5 separate regions of the Bombyx mori genome follow, and all the other regions are linked to region 1. A link is a contact called in public Hi-C data. All regions are on one chromosome and are shown on one strand. Each heading gives the region's core, a stretch centred on a gene start, on an enhancer-like site or on the middle of the called end of the contact. The rest is flanking DNA. Distances are from core to core; before and after follow the strand shown. Region 1 holds the start of LOC101737929 (mitochondrial cardiolipin hydrolase). Region 2 holds the start of Rab-10 (small GTP-binding protein Rab10). Region 3 holds the start of LOC101743313. Region 4 holds the start of LOC101746146 (serine/threonine-protein kinase MAK). Region 5 holds the start of LOC134198673 (dimethyladenosine transferase 1, mitochondrial).

Region 1 (2,831 bases), core at 210-2,709:
ACCAAATTAATTATCTTAGGGCTTAACAAAAATTAAAATCTTACCGGATCATTTTCAATCCATAGGCTCTCAAATTCCTTTTCAAATTTACCAACAATATTTGGATGTGAAGTAACTATTACACTCTCATGATTAGATACCATGGCATGGGTGGACCAATTCAATGAACCGGACATAACGAAACCTTTAACAGTTTTATATTTCGTTGTTTGTCTTGCACTTTTATTGCATTGAGAATACACATTCAACTTTTCAGCATAGGTCTTTAAGGTGTTTTTGCGTTTAATAGCCTTAGGCCCATCAATGATGCAGAATTTGTGATGCATTAGTATTGATTTCTTGCTTGTTTGTATTTGGATGAAACCTGCAATAACAAGGTAAAAATTGAAATAGTGAGGTACATCTCACAATAATAAGGCCAGGAGATCTTGCAAGATAGCAGTTCCTCTTGATATTAATCAAAACCAATACCCTTAACTACGGACGTGGCTAGCTTGAGATTTAGCGGATTGTGCCTCAAGTTCAAGATACCTTTGACAAGGCAACAAGGTTTACACCTTCAAGATGTTTGCTCATAAATGGAAATGTACTTTAATATTTGTGAAAAATATTGGTTCAGCAATCGAGTATTTGATAAAACTTAAATACTCACTATATTCTTTCAGCTTCTTAATTTGTGACGGCGGGGTGTAAGCCATGTCGCTATCAACGACTATTCTCACCAAAATGTGTTTTTGTCCCAGTCGTATAATCTGCTCAGCAATTTCGTTGCTCGTGATAAGATACATACAAACGTCTAGCGTTTCTCTCGCCGACTTTATGTATTTAATCAACTTGAAACAATTTAATTCACGACTTTCACATATGGTTATTTCTTTGTTTGGTGGTACTCTGATGGTATGACGAATAACATCGTCCGAAAATAAGATGACATCGTTTATTTCACGACTTCTGTTAGTTAGCAATTCGCAAGAGTCGTTGATGTTGAATTCAGGAGACGATTTTGCCTTTTCGTTGAAAAAATAATTATAAATCTTTTTGGCTACCTGTGAAGCGACGATCACAGCGGCTGCAGTTGTCAGGAAAAACTTTGTACTTTTGAAGTCCATTATTATTATTGCACTTTAAAATATATGTACAAACCGCAAAGTCTTAAAATACAAAATTACATCCAAAGCCCACCATGCTGTCCACGCATTTGTAAACTGTCGATCTTAAGCTTTTTTTAACTACCCTCGAAATGCTGTTTATTTCAGATTTATTTTTAATATTTTGATCCTATATGAAATGAGTCAATGCAATAAGGAAATTTCGCAGCTTTAGTTAAAAATCTAAACATTAGTAATTGAAGGGTTGAAAGTTATGGTTAAAATTTGAATTAATTTAATTTTTATCTTTTTGTTTTTTTATTGCCCTTGTAGGCAGACGAGCACACGGCCCACCTGATGGTGAGTGGTTACCGCCGCCCATGGACTTCAGAAATGCCAGGGGCAGAGCCAAGCCGCTGTCTACCGCATGTAGTCTGTGTCCTGCTTAGAGTGTTGATCTGTGAACTGGCCTATTCATCTAAAGGAGACATAATATTAAGCCATTGAAGGTTATGGAGTTTATTGAGAGCGAAAAACTAGAAGAAGACCGTCTTAAAGATAAAAAATTTGAATTTAGAAAAATAATAATTAGATGAAACTTTAAATTCGTAAGCTTCTAGTACCTATGTAAAGCAATACCATTCAGTTTGCTGCAATTTTTAAGAACTGTTTGTGTTTTTGTACCTCTAAGCACAGGATTCTTACTCAATGCGATCATCGTTGACATTGACAATTTGACATGTCAAATAATCTGAATTCTCAGTTTGATTTTGATTGATCAAGTTTGAAAATAGGAGATAAAATAAACAAAGGTGCTTGCTCGGTTCATAAATTGTTGCATCGTTATGTGACAATAGCGTACCAATTGTAGTTGGAGCTTGTGTCATAAATCTTAAGAAAAAGCCGTCGATTATTCAAAGAAAAAATATAGAAAAACCAATACAACAAACTACCGTTTACGGCCATTTCTGAAAAACGATCAATGAAGCTTACCGTGTATTTTGACTAAAGAAAATGCCTAAAATACCATATAAACCAGAAAAGTCTGGTGGAAATGACGATGACTACGAAATTGTTTCGTTCGATGATTTTTCCGACAAATCTCCGGGTTCGAAAACTGATTTATTAACTTTGAATGATAACATAAATTATCGTCTCTATTACGAAGCAGATAAACAATCAAAATATCTAGAAAACAATGGAGAATCATCCAAAGGTATTGACAGTCATACAGAAACGTCGCTGAATGGAGCAAGAAATGGATCATTCAGAAAATTATCAAATTCTTTTGTCCCATTCGGAAAATCCGGCGGGAAGACTCACACGCCGTTATTTAGCGGCGTTAAGTCTAAGAATGAAAATGAATCTTCATCTAGAGAACACAGGTAAGTGATTATCTCATTAACCATTTCATATTAAAATTTCCCACTTTTATAAGAAGACTGTCACTTTATCAATGTGTTTTTGTGATAGTGGTGCCACATCTTAGCGCGCGAATAAACTACACTCTTGCAAAAACCCCTGTTGTCGTAATTCTAATAATTATTTTTAATTTTTTTGAGTGCAGAACTACTCATTACTGTTTGAGAATACTCTTGTCAGATATTTTATAGTCCAAATTAAACTATCATCATATATTTAGTAAAAGTTTAGTACACAGTAATGCAGTAAAAATTATAAGTTTTAAGAATAAATTTTCAGTAATGATAGAACTTTTCTCCAACATGGTACTTTTCTTGCTCG
Region 2 (2,831 bases), core at 225-2,724, 860 kb before region 1:
ATTTACTTCTAAAAAAAAACTAAAAACTAAGCTATCACCACACTTTTTCTCACATGAGTATTTTATATGGACACTAAAAAAAACCAAATTCCGTTGTTTGTTGTATAATTCGATTTTATTGAATTTCGAAGCAGCACAACCAAGACACCATTAATAAATGAGTAAAAGAGAGGGAACAAAAACTATCGATCAATAAACGACAAAAGCGACGCAGGGCAAACACAACAACCATAGATTTTTTTTTTGATACAATTTTTCCTTATTAGGAAAGACAAGGGAATCTATGCCCATTGTATGTTTAACCATAGATTATGAATGGCGCTCTCATATTAGGTATTAGATTTAGAGCTCCGTAGTATTACAATCGCTAGATTTTTCACTATTAAATTCATTGGATATTTTAGGAGAAATGCGAGCGAAAAAGATATTTATAAAAAATATGCTAATTTAAAGTTAGTTTAAGTTTGTCTTAATTATGAATAAATAGATTAAAAGAAGTAAACATAAGACTCGACTTAAAGGTCTCGGTACCAAGCCATAGAAAAACATAAATTTATAATACAGTCTGCGTCTTTCTTTAAGGTTTTCAATCATTTCCAAGTACTAAAATAAGAACTTTTATTTCATCCTTGACTAATATTTTACTGTTATTTTGTGTAAAAACTCTATTAAAACACAAAACCAATCGGGAATTAAGAATCTGTTTAGATTTAGCTTGCTGTATTTAACATAATATGTCCTAAATATTCATATTATATTTTAAGATGATTTTTAAAATTACCGTCAAATTTTTTGAGAAATGCTCATTTGCATGGAGTTCTTGTAGTACCTACTAACTCTCTGGGCATTTGACAATGGATGGAATCATGATACACATATATTAATTGATGGAATTTTATTTTGAAAACTGGCAGTCAATGGGCAGTCATGGCTTTACTAAATTTATTAATTTTTTGGCGGAAACACGAGGAGTGAAGTTGTGTGATTTGTTTTATTTGTCTATTTAGTGTTTCTTCAGATTTAAATGTGTATATAATTACGGTAGTTTATTAACTGGTTAATATCTGTGAAAGTGCACAAATGTGGGAAAATGAAACAAAGTCGCTGGGAAGTAGCTTCTCGGGATCCTCCAAAAATTCCACTGAAAAAATCTCACTAAATGGCCACCATTTTACTAAGATTATATTTCGTCCCATATCATCTCATTTCATTTAATTTCATCCCAGTTGATAAATGTCTCATATTAATCATCTTAATTTCATTTCTTTTCACTCCATATTATCATTTTTCACAAAAATAAGAATGTAAATAAAAATAAGATATGACTTAAAAGTCTTAGCTTACAGGTCATAAAATCCCATAAAAATTAAACAATTAAATTAATTATGCAAAACCGCTAAAAGTTTGCCATACTGGAAAAAAGGAGCACTGAATGAGTGGCAACAAAATTTTGATCTGTCATATTTTGGGTTGGATATTTTGGATCCTTGATATCTGTTTTATAAAACGAATAAATTTGTAAAATGGCCAAAAAAACATACGACTTGTTATTCAAACTGCTTCTCATCGGTGACTCCGGAGTTGGAAAAACGTGCATATTGTTTAGGTTCTCAGATAACCACTTCACAACGACTTTTATTTCGACGATAGGTAGGAACCACCTTGTTATTTTCTTAATTTCCTATCTTGCACTCGTGCCGGTAATAACTGGAGATTTGTCTTCATAAAATATTAAAAACTGTACTTATTCAATAATAATTGAACAATTCTTTGAACGTAACGTAACTACTTTTACAATAATTTAAATTTTTAGGTATCGACTTCAAAATAAAGACAGTGGAATTAAGGGGTAAGAAAATAAAGCTCCAGATATGGGACACTGCTGGGCAGGAGCGTTTCCACACCATCACGACGTCGTATTACCGCGGCGCTATGGGCATCATGCTCGTATACGACATAACAAATGAAAAAACATTTGATGATATCGTTAAATGGTTACGAAATATAGACGAGGTTTGTAACAACAAATATGTAATGACTCATTTCCTTCACATTTCGTTATTTAATCAATATCAAGGGACCTAAATTGAATAGTCAAAGAATGTGAGATATAAAACAAATTCTATAAAAACTGTGTGACACTAGTGAAAAAATTAATCCCCTAATTTGGGCTATAGCTCAAATGCTAAATTCACTAGTCAATATTATGTAACTGCAGTACTGAAAATAGTTACCGCAGAAGTTTTAGACAGAATAATGATTGTAACCACAAAGCTGCAATATTGCCAGTTACATTGGTAATAAGTTTGGTTTGAATATATAAATGAAATGAAAACAAATTTCAATGAGGTCAAAGTCCTTGATTAAAAAACAATTTAGTTTGATAACTAGTGAACCAAGGTAAAACTAACATAACTTATTTATCGTTTTGCATCAGTTCTCACAAACAAAAATTTACTTGTACAGTCAATTCTTAGCATTAATAACTCTTGTAAACTTTCAACAGTTATTCTTTGAGTTGTAGTAGTTCTTTGCAATAACCTTAGTGTTGGTCTAACTATTATCTGTGATACTTACAACTCTGAAATATTGAGAACTCACTATAACAAAATTTTTTGGTAGAGACACGTTTAATAATAGCAATTTAAGTAACAGTAAAATATTGTTATTGAAATGTTACTTTATAAATGTGATTTAATATGAGACAATTTAAAAATTATCCATGCTCAGTCTCTGTGGCATTGAGAAAATATTAGTATTGCCTATTAACAGTAAGGTCACAAAATATGAACATTAAAAAATAACAGTAATTTGTTAAGCTTAGTAAATTA
Region 3 (2,831 bases), core at 143-2,642, 850 kb before region 1:
AGATGGCAGAAATAGGAAGGACTTCGGTTCGATGTCGTGTGTCGATAGGCACATATATGATAACATTATTCTGTTCTCCCTATTTCTGCCACGGATGGAGAAGTTATATTCAAAATTCTCTAACCTCTACTATTTTTTTATAAATTTGGTCCAAGAACCTATTGGCAGCATGACTATTCATTTTTCATTTAAGAATTATTGTTACGTTCTTGTAACATATAAACAAATGCATTCGTTATACAATAAAGGCATAAATACTAATTTCTAACATTTAATAAAGAAATTCAGGCAAAATAACAAACTTCGTTTAGCATGATGGTAAAATTCATGATTTTTCACATAACTTACCAACTTGATACAGTCTTCCCTCAGGTGAAAAGATAGTAATATGTCTGTCGAATCCGGCACTGCTTTCTCGAGCCATTCTATTTATTCAATATCAAAAATAAGATTAAAATTTACAAAATTCTACAATGCAACTTTGACAGCCGACAAAAATTATGTTTGACAATTTAGCCAATTTTTCAAATCTAAAATATCATCAATCCTGTTCTCGCTAGTCATGGAAAAAAAAATACAAATAAATTTGAGCAAAGGAAACAAAATTTTACTTTTTGACCTCTATTTTACGAAAATTACTCTGTGAGTAGTTAGGTAGGTATACTATCAAATCGTATTTGAAGTTTATTTTTTACAGCCAAAGATATGTACCTATGTAAGTATGCATTCCATATCCATTGCACTCGCAGTGAATTTCTGTCACTCTATTCAATTTATCAAACATGTACAATACAATGCAATTCTACAATAAAATACATTTTAGTGCTTCCAAAAGAGTTTATTTGGACTTTTTTATGAGAAAGCCAGAAGTTCTTTCTTCAGATTTAAGCACGCAGTAATAACAACTTTTCAACTGTTTAGCATCTACAAAATAGTACAAGTGAGGGAAAATTAAACAAAGTCACTGTCCGTGACTTCTTAGATTCTACCACAAATACTCATTCAAATCTTTATAAATTTCCATAATTTTACTTTGCCTTTATATTATTTCATAACATTTTATTTTTATTTTTTTCATTCCCATTGATTACAAATTCAAATAACCTACTTTGTTCGTTACACTATATTACTAATTTAACAAAATGTAATAATTTGGTATCGCAAGAAACCGAATGCTATACTGAAAGAAGAAGATAAAGAATCCGTTTTGAAGGAAATTGTTAACAATTAAACATTTATTTAAAAATTCTGTTCAATTTTTCTTTTTTTGGCTGTCTTTTCTTCATAAAGTATAATGCACTACCATTATTTTCTGACCTTTAGCATTATCGTTTGCCTTATGATTCTCATGCCTGTGAAAATGTACAAAACAAACAAAATAAAGTATCTATGTTCAGTTGTTGACAGTTAATTGTGTGTGAAGGTTGTGTGATTTAAATTTAGTTTCCGTTTATTTTCTCGAGATTTTCTTTTAAATTATTTTAAAAGAAAAGGATTGCGAAATCAATAAAATCTACTATAGATATATAATTTTGATATCCTTCTGTAATTATACACAGTTTTTTTTCCAAATACATAATGCAAGAAACCGTTGCAAATAATAACGAAAGAAAATCACTGTTTTCGTCGTTCTTAGAAGTTTTGGAAGCTAGGGAGAAACATGCTCAAGTAGATAGAGAGCTACAAGAGGAGAAATACCTCAGGAGGACACAGAGAATATACGATTTCCACGGTAATTAAACATATAAGTTGTGTTTGCCGATAGTTATCAAATCTGGTTTTGAATATTTCAGTACGACAGTTTAACGACATTTTTGCATAATTTAAATTTTTTTATTGAGTTGATCCGTTAACGGATTTCGGCGGCCTGTTATTAAAAGTTAATAAATACCTATAGGGTCTGATTTTTCAAAATTTCTAATCAATTTGAATGTTGAATACATTTTATACAAAAATAATTGAAGTGCAATGTTAGTCGAATAGAATTTGTTGTTTCTGGGTTTATGTATTACTATTATTATTCTTACTCTTTATTACTCTTTTTTTATTACTTAAAAGGGTGGACGAGCTCACTGCCCACCAGGTGTTAAGTGGTAACCATAGATATCTCCAACGCAAATGCTGCCACCCACTGAGACATGAATTCTAAGGTCTTGCTTTTAATCAACACACAACAATCAACACAATTCTTGAATATACCATACATAGTCAGATGCTCATTTCTTAACATATCATATTCCATATACCATAAGCCTGTGTCACTCATCATCATGCATTCCACCTGAATTTGGCATTAATTTAATTCACCACTTTCATCACTTTTCTCAATAAGAGAAATAAAGCTTTTCATAAAGTTTCATTAACTTTTTGCACAAATCACATTAACATTATTATTTTATTTTTTATAGCTTAAATGGGTAGACAAGATCACGGCCCACCTGGTGTTAAGTGGTAACCGGAGCCTATAGACATTTACAACATAAATGCCGCCACCTACCTCGACACATGAGTCTCAGTTTGAACATTACAATGGCTGCCCCACCTTTCAAACCGAAACGCATTACTGCTTCACAGCAGAAATAGGCGGGGTGGTGGTACCTACTGTGATTCTTATGTCTTTTTACTTATTATTGGGTTCCCAACCTCTGCTAATACTTGTTCAGATTAATTACTTACAGAAACCTGATTTTTAAATGTGGTCCTATAAATCCGTTACATAAGACCTTTCATATTTTCAAAGTCGATATCTAGAATAAACTTTTGCCCCTATAGTGCTGTAGTTAGGGGGAGGGTGATGGGAGAGATGTGCTCTGCACTAAACGTTTCGCTAT
Region 4 (2,831 bases), core at 172-2,671, 650 kb before region 1:
ACATGTTTGTTTGTAATAGAAATGAAAAGATGAGTTCAATGTTAAGAGACAAATAACAAAATACAGAAGCCTCATAATTATGACATGTCCATTTGTAACAGCTATTTTGCTTTTAAGAATAGTAGTGATGTATAGATTACATTGGTACAGCATACAGGTACATCTAGTGTGTTTAAAACTTAAACAAACCTGCTGTGCAGTTAAGGAGTGTAAGTCAGCAATAAACAGTGTTAAGTCATTGCCTTGCTGTTGCAAGCGCACACAGCGTCTGATTGCACCAAAGTAGTTCCCAACATGCAGGCTACCAGTTGGTTGGATTCCAGAGACCACACGTCGTGGCCATTCTTCAACTTGAGAATTTTCATTTGCCGCATTCTAAAATAAATATTTTGTAAATTTGTAAAAACAGCAGCCAAATTTTTTAATTAAGTATGAAATATATTTTTTTGCTTTATAACAAATTTTAAATTGGTGGGTTTCATTTATCCATAAAACTCTTTACTTTAAGAATTATTGCAAACGGACTAACCAGGTTGAATTCAAACTTTCACTACATCATAGGTACATAGTGTCTGATATAGGTACATATAAATATATATTTACAACATGAAAAAAACTGTGTTTTGAACTCCTTCAAAAACCGATTGAGAATATATTTATATAATTAAATTTTGTCTATGAAATCCTAATGGGTTGTTTTTGTTACTGTTATTTGTTACTGTTTTCTTTATGTTTGTTGATACTTTGTTGTAAATGATCTGATACTTTATTGTAAATAATATTTAGGTTATAAGCGATGTAAATACTGCACCTTTACGCAACAATTTTGGCTGAAACTTCTGTGAATTCCTTTTAGACATTTTTTACAATGAACAATACTTCTTTTAATCAAGTTCATTTTTTAAATTTATTAATAGTTTATATTGCCGACTACTACCTTTATATTCTTAATTAATAAGTGTACTTTAGTGTACCTACTATGTTTATACTGAATCGATTAGGGATACACGATCAGCTGTAGTTTGGCAATGACAATTAATTGTAATAATAGTTTCATTTTTCCAACTGTAAAGGCGAAGGTATTACACCACAAAGTCTAATCTTTTGTATGATCACTAATGATCAGTTATAAAAATTGTAATGGAGCGACATTAATGAAGTTCATTAATTTGAGACATTAATCAATTATTAAATAAAACGAGATGATATGAGATGCAATATAGTCTCAGTAAAATGGTGGTTATTTACTGAGACTTTTTCAGTGGACTTTTTAGAGGATCCCCGGAAATAGCGTCCAGCGGCTTTGTTTCTTTTTTCCACATTTGCGCACTTTAACACATATTAAACAGTTAATAAACAATCTTCATTACACATTTAAATCCAACCATGTTTCCATCAATATCCAGCTGTACGGTTGTTACTAGGTTTCCATGGTAACCTGTGAAAATAACATGACGATGTTGACTCTAAGCTGATTTTAAATTTTATTAAATATCTTTTACATAAGTAGTTTGAATTAACTTAAAAGTATTTTGAAAGTGATGCCTGTAATGAAAGATAATCCTTTACTATCTCCAAATAATTTCTTCTCAAGCATAAATTCGTAACATTATTTATCAAAGGATACTGAAAGTAAGCCACTAGATGTTTATTTAGAGTTTCTGACTAATTGAGATCACAAACCGTACTTTCACAGATACGGATGTATTACTGTCTTGAATGAGCATCATTTTTATGAAATAAAGCACAGTTATGATTGCTTAGAAACAATATGAATCGCTACGTGGTCTTACAGCAACTAGGCGATGGTACCTATGGATCGGTAGTGCTCGCACAAAGACGAGACACAGGGGAAAAAGTTGCTATCAAACGTATGAAACGTAAATATTATTCATGGGATGAAGCCATGAATCTTCGAGAAGTGAAATCGCTTAAAAAACTCAACCACGCCAATATAGTTAAATTAAGGGAAGTCATACGAGAGAACGACACTCTGTATTTCGTATTTGAATATATGCGGGGAAATCTGTACCAGCTGATACGGGATGCCGATCGTGCATTCCCAGAACCGGTGCTGAGAAACATCATATACCAGGTTCTGCAAGGGCTAGCACATATGCATCGACACGGCTTCTTTCACCGCGATCTAAAACCGGAAAATTTGCTGTGCTGCGGACCGGAATTGGTGAAAATCGCCGACTTGGGTCTCGCCAGAGAAGTCCGGTCGAGGCCGCCCTACACGGATTATGTGTCGACGCGATGGTATCGAGCACCCGAAGTCCTGCTACACGACACCCGATACGGAGCACCCATCGATTTATGGGCGTTAGGGTGCATCACAGCGGAATTGTACACATGTCGTCCGTTATTCCCAGGGAATTCAGAAATCGATCAGTTGCATAAAATATGTGCTACACTCGGAACTCCCGATCGGGATGAGTGGCCTGAAGGCTATTCTCTCGCGGAAGCTTTGCGTTTTCGGTTCCCTATAAGTGCAGGCGTACCATTAGCGCGAGTTGTGCCGACGGCCTCTCCCCCAGCACTTGCTCTACTTGCTGCTCTACTGCGATATCCACCAAGAGATCGACCTACTGCACCTCAAGCTCTACGGTTAGTTTAAATGTTTATAGAGTACTCGTTCTCGGCTCAACAAAACTAGTTTTTGATAATGCTATAGGTACTTAAGTAGATGTTGAGGCATTACGAGTCGATTCTACCTGATTTCTGAATTGAGGGAATTGACTGACAGATGTGATATCTATTTTTGCAATCCAAATAACGGAATGCAAATACGATAGCTGCTTAAGCACAGTTCAGTCGTGATCTCGTAC
Region 5 (2,831 bases), core at 143-2,642, 600 kb before region 1:
GACCACGGCGCGTACTCGCACCCCCGAGACCGCCTGTGTGCAGGTATCGGACAAAGCCTAGCTTACATCAGGCTAGACCTCTCTACTTCTACCCATCGCCACAGGACTTTTGCTTGTTCGGAGTCCATTAACGGAAGCGGTCAGATACGCAGGATATATTTAGATGCGCAAACGTTTGCGCTCACGCAGGCGCACACCCTCGTCCTACCCTTCTTGGATCAGTGGAACGGGAAACCGCTACGACTGAAGAAGGGGTTGGATGTTGTGTCTGGCCGACGGTGACTATATGCCCTCCACCGTCGCCCTAGGCCATCCACCTTGCCTTGCTGACCCGCCGAGTCCGCCAAGTCACGTTGCATATCTGCGTTGTGTTGCCTTCCTCGCCAAGTCAGACTTTGTGTGTTAAGCGGGAGGGAGCCGCGTGTAGGGATGGGTATTAAAGAGATGAGGAGAAGAGGGAGTTAGGAGTAGGAAGGACAGGATACTGTAGCCACGGAAGAGTAGGTTGTGGTCTATAGCAGCTCAGGGAAGGCGGGATCGCGTGCCCGTGCACTCAGTAATATACTACCGGACAGATAGTATATTTGAGCGCCCCCTGCCTCAAGCCCCCGCCTGTCTCAGCGCTACTATAGTATCCCTACAAAGAATAAAGTTAAACTTCATCACCAAAATTTTAAAACCAGACAGTCGCGTCATGCATCAGCACACAAGTTATTTTTAATTTATTTTCTAGTATTTCATTTATCAATAATATACTTCTTCTAGAGTCTATCTATTTTATATTAAACATTTGAATACGTCTTTAGTATAAGTACATTAAAAATAGGATGTTTTAAATAAATAAAAGCACTACTTTTGACTTAAAATATTTGCTTGGTTTGGTCCTTTACAAGAGAAGTGCTACCTACCGACAGCCTACATGACCTGTGCTAGAAAGGACACAACAAAAAAAATCTATGAATATTCATATACACAGTGTATCACTATTTATTGTCTATGGATTACATATCCAAATTTTCGATTTTTGAGGTTACACTATATTTTCGAATAATTTCGAACTACCTAATGAGTCTTGTTTGCATTAATTAATATTACTTGTTATTATCTCTAAAGTTTATTTCCGTAATGGGAGACTCCGCATATAAACCGAAAATCAGCGGTACTCAACAAGATCCAGTGCTCAAGCAGGCCGAAATAGCTTATATGAAATTAATCGAAGAGAGAAATCGCGAACGCGTTCAAAAATTACAAGTGATTTCGAAACGCAATCGACTGACGGGCTTCACGATAGGAGCCGGAGTGTTGGGTGTTTACTTGTATTCTATCTTCGCCATCAAACAGGAGACGTTCCTTGACGATTTCGACGAGCCCCCGAAAATACAGCAGTAATCATGGCCGTCGCTAAAACTGCATTACAGATAAGGCTGCCTCCACTACCAAGCATCAAGGATGTCATCAAACTCTACAAATTACGCGCTTTACGAGAGCTGTCACAGAATTTTCTCATGGAACCGAGACTTATTGACAAAATAGTGCGTGCCTCAGGTAATATTCAGAATCATACCGTTTGTGAAGTTGGACCCGGCCCGGGTGGAATAACTCGGTCTATAATAAGGCAGGCACCTAAGAAACTTGTTTTAATTGAAAAAGACCCTCGGTTCTTACCATCGTTGGAGCTTTTAGCCGATGCTTGTCGAGATAAAGTCGATGTTGACATTATAACGGGTGATATTTTGAAAACAGATTTAAGTCAATTTATACCGAGTGATGCAAAAGTCCACTGGTTGGATCCACCTCCACCAGTTCACCTCATTGGCAATCTACCATTTAGCGTGTCTACAATTTTGATCATAAGATGGTTGGAGATGATATCTAAACATGAAGGACCATGGTTGTTTGGGAGAACAAGAATGACTCTTACTTTTCAAAAAGAAGTTGCAGAGAGAATGGCTGCCCGTATCTTAGATAAGCAAAGGTGCAGGTTATCAGTTATGTGTCAATCTTGGTGCACTGTAAAATACAATTTTGATATACCAGGTACTGCATTTTTGCCGAAGCCAGATGTAGACGTCGGTGTAGTTACTCTAACACCATTAAAACATCCAATAATAAAATTGCCATTTAAACTTACTGAGAAAGTTGTCCGTCAAATATTTTCAATGAGACAAAAGTATTCGATACGGGGTGCTCAGACGTTGTTCCCAGAAGAAGTGAGAGAAGAGGTAGCTTTAAAAATGTACAACATTGCTGATATTGACCCTGTGACCAGGCCTTTTCAGATAACCAATATGGAATTTGCCAGATTATGTGAAGCATACAATGATATCATAAAGCAACATCCTGAGTTTGAGCATTATGATTACAGAGCACCAAAAAATAAAAATAATCTTATAAATGCAGAGGAAGTTAATATAGAATGTAACATGTGAACTGTAGATACTTTATAAATAAAACAAATTTAGTTTCAGGTCGATTTTTATTTCACTTTGAAAACAGCCATACAAAATGTATACTTCAATTACAAAATACAATGTAAGTTGGTCAAATAAGGTGTCCTAACTTTAGACCTTTCTTTTTATTGTTTGATGTTTAAAGTAATGCATTGTTGTCACTGCAGTGCTGGGATATTTAAATTTATTTTTACTATGCAATAGAGCATTATAGTTGCAGGTGGGCTGCAACCTGCTGTCAAGCAAAAAAATTGACTGACAATTAGCAAGGTCAGCACCACCTGATGATACTTACGTGCCCATGTCTCTGGGCTTTCACCTGGTAGCTATTATTTTGAGTGCCCATCTAGAGCAGTAAAACAAAACAATGAAATAACCCAA

Evidence for each region. Hi-C and Micro-C count contacts between places; a contact is called where the count stands out from the background.
Region 2: a contact with region 1 is called in a Hi-C map of posterior silk gland, with 2.0 times the contacts expected there. The contact joins the promoter of Rab-10 here to the promoter of LOC101737929 in region 1. A contact is called at or near these places in 2 of 7 Hi-C or Micro-C datasets (posterior silk gland and whole pupa).
Region 3: a Hi-C map of posterior silk gland shows a contact between it and region 1, with 3 times the contacts expected there. The contact joins the promoter of LOC101743313 here to the promoter of LOC101737929 in region 1. A contact is called at or near these places in 2 of 7 Hi-C or Micro-C datasets (posterior silk gland and whole pupa).
Region 4: a contact with region 1 is called in a Hi-C map of posterior silk gland, with 1.9 times the contacts expected there. The contact joins the promoter of LOC101746146 here to the promoter of LOC101737929 in region 1. A contact is called at or near these places in 5 of 7 Hi-C or Micro-C datasets (middle silk gland, posterior silk gland and whole pupa).
Region 5: a contact with region 1 is called in a Hi-C map of whole pupa, with 5 times the contacts expected there. The contact joins the promoter of LOC134198673 here to the promoter of LOC101737929 in region 1. A contact is called at or near these places in 6 of 7 Hi-C or Micro-C datasets (middle silk gland, midgut, posterior silk gland and 2 more).

What each region holds. Positions count from the first base shown.
Region 1 is chr11:18,640,320-18,643,150 of ASM3026992v2, reverse strand. LOC101737929 (mitochondrial cardiolipin hydrolase) reads right to left here and starts at 1,459. Exons shown (of 3, transcript XM_004932841.5): 1 at 653-1,459; 2 at 45-364. The coding sequence starts at 1,109. It overlaps LOC101736905, which reads left to right and starts at 1,828. Exons shown (of 35, transcript XM_012696118.4): 1 at 1,828-2,473. The coding sequence starts at 2,103.
Region 2 is chr11:19,502,692-19,505,522 of ASM3026992v2, reverse strand. It overlaps Rab-10 (small GTP-binding protein Rab10), which reads left to right and starts at 1,474. Exons shown (of 4, transcript NM_001098352.2): 1 at 1,474-1,650; 2 at 1,814-2,013. The coding sequence starts at 1,524. LOC101743029 (cohesin subunit SA-2) reads right to left here and starts at 236. Exons shown (of 21, transcript XM_004927037.4): 1 at 1-236.
Region 3 is chr11:19,486,298-19,489,128 of ASM3026992v2, reverse strand. LOC101743313 reads left to right here and starts at 1,392. Exons shown (of 4, transcript XM_004927039.5): 1 at 1,392-1,732. The coding sequence starts at 1,579. LOC732998 (proteasome subunit alpha type 6-A) reads right to left here and starts at 473. Exons shown (of 5, transcript NM_001046994.1): 1 at 349-473. The coding sequence starts at 424.
Region 4 is chr11:19,286,569-19,289,399 of ASM3026992v2, reverse strand. It overlaps LOC101746146 (serine/threonine-protein kinase MAK), which reads left to right and starts at 1,421. Exons shown (of 6, transcript XM_021348649.3): 1 at 1,421-1,632; 2 at 1,697-2,610. The coding sequence starts at 1,772. It overlaps LOC101745867 (tryptophan--tRNA ligase, mitochondrial), which reads right to left and starts at 1,038. Exons shown (of 6, transcript XM_004927121.5): 1 at 812-1,038; 2 at 190-375. The coding sequence starts at 898.
Region 5 is chr11:19,237,698-19,240,528 of ASM3026992v2, reverse strand. LOC134198673 (dimethyladenosine transferase 1, mitochondrial) reads left to right here and starts at 1,392. Exons shown (of 1, transcript XM_062671282.1): 1 at 1,392-2,467. The coding sequence starts at 1,392. The coding sequence ends at 2,429. LOC101746847 (tRNA dimethylallyltransferase) reads right to left here. Exons shown (of 7, transcript XM_038013943.2): 7 at 1,041-2,831. LOC101746569 (cytochrome c oxidase assembly factor 3, mitochondrial) reads left to right here and starts at 1,126. Exons shown (of 1, transcript XM_004927126.3): 1 at 1,126-2,383. The coding sequence starts at 1,126. The coding sequence ends at 1,389.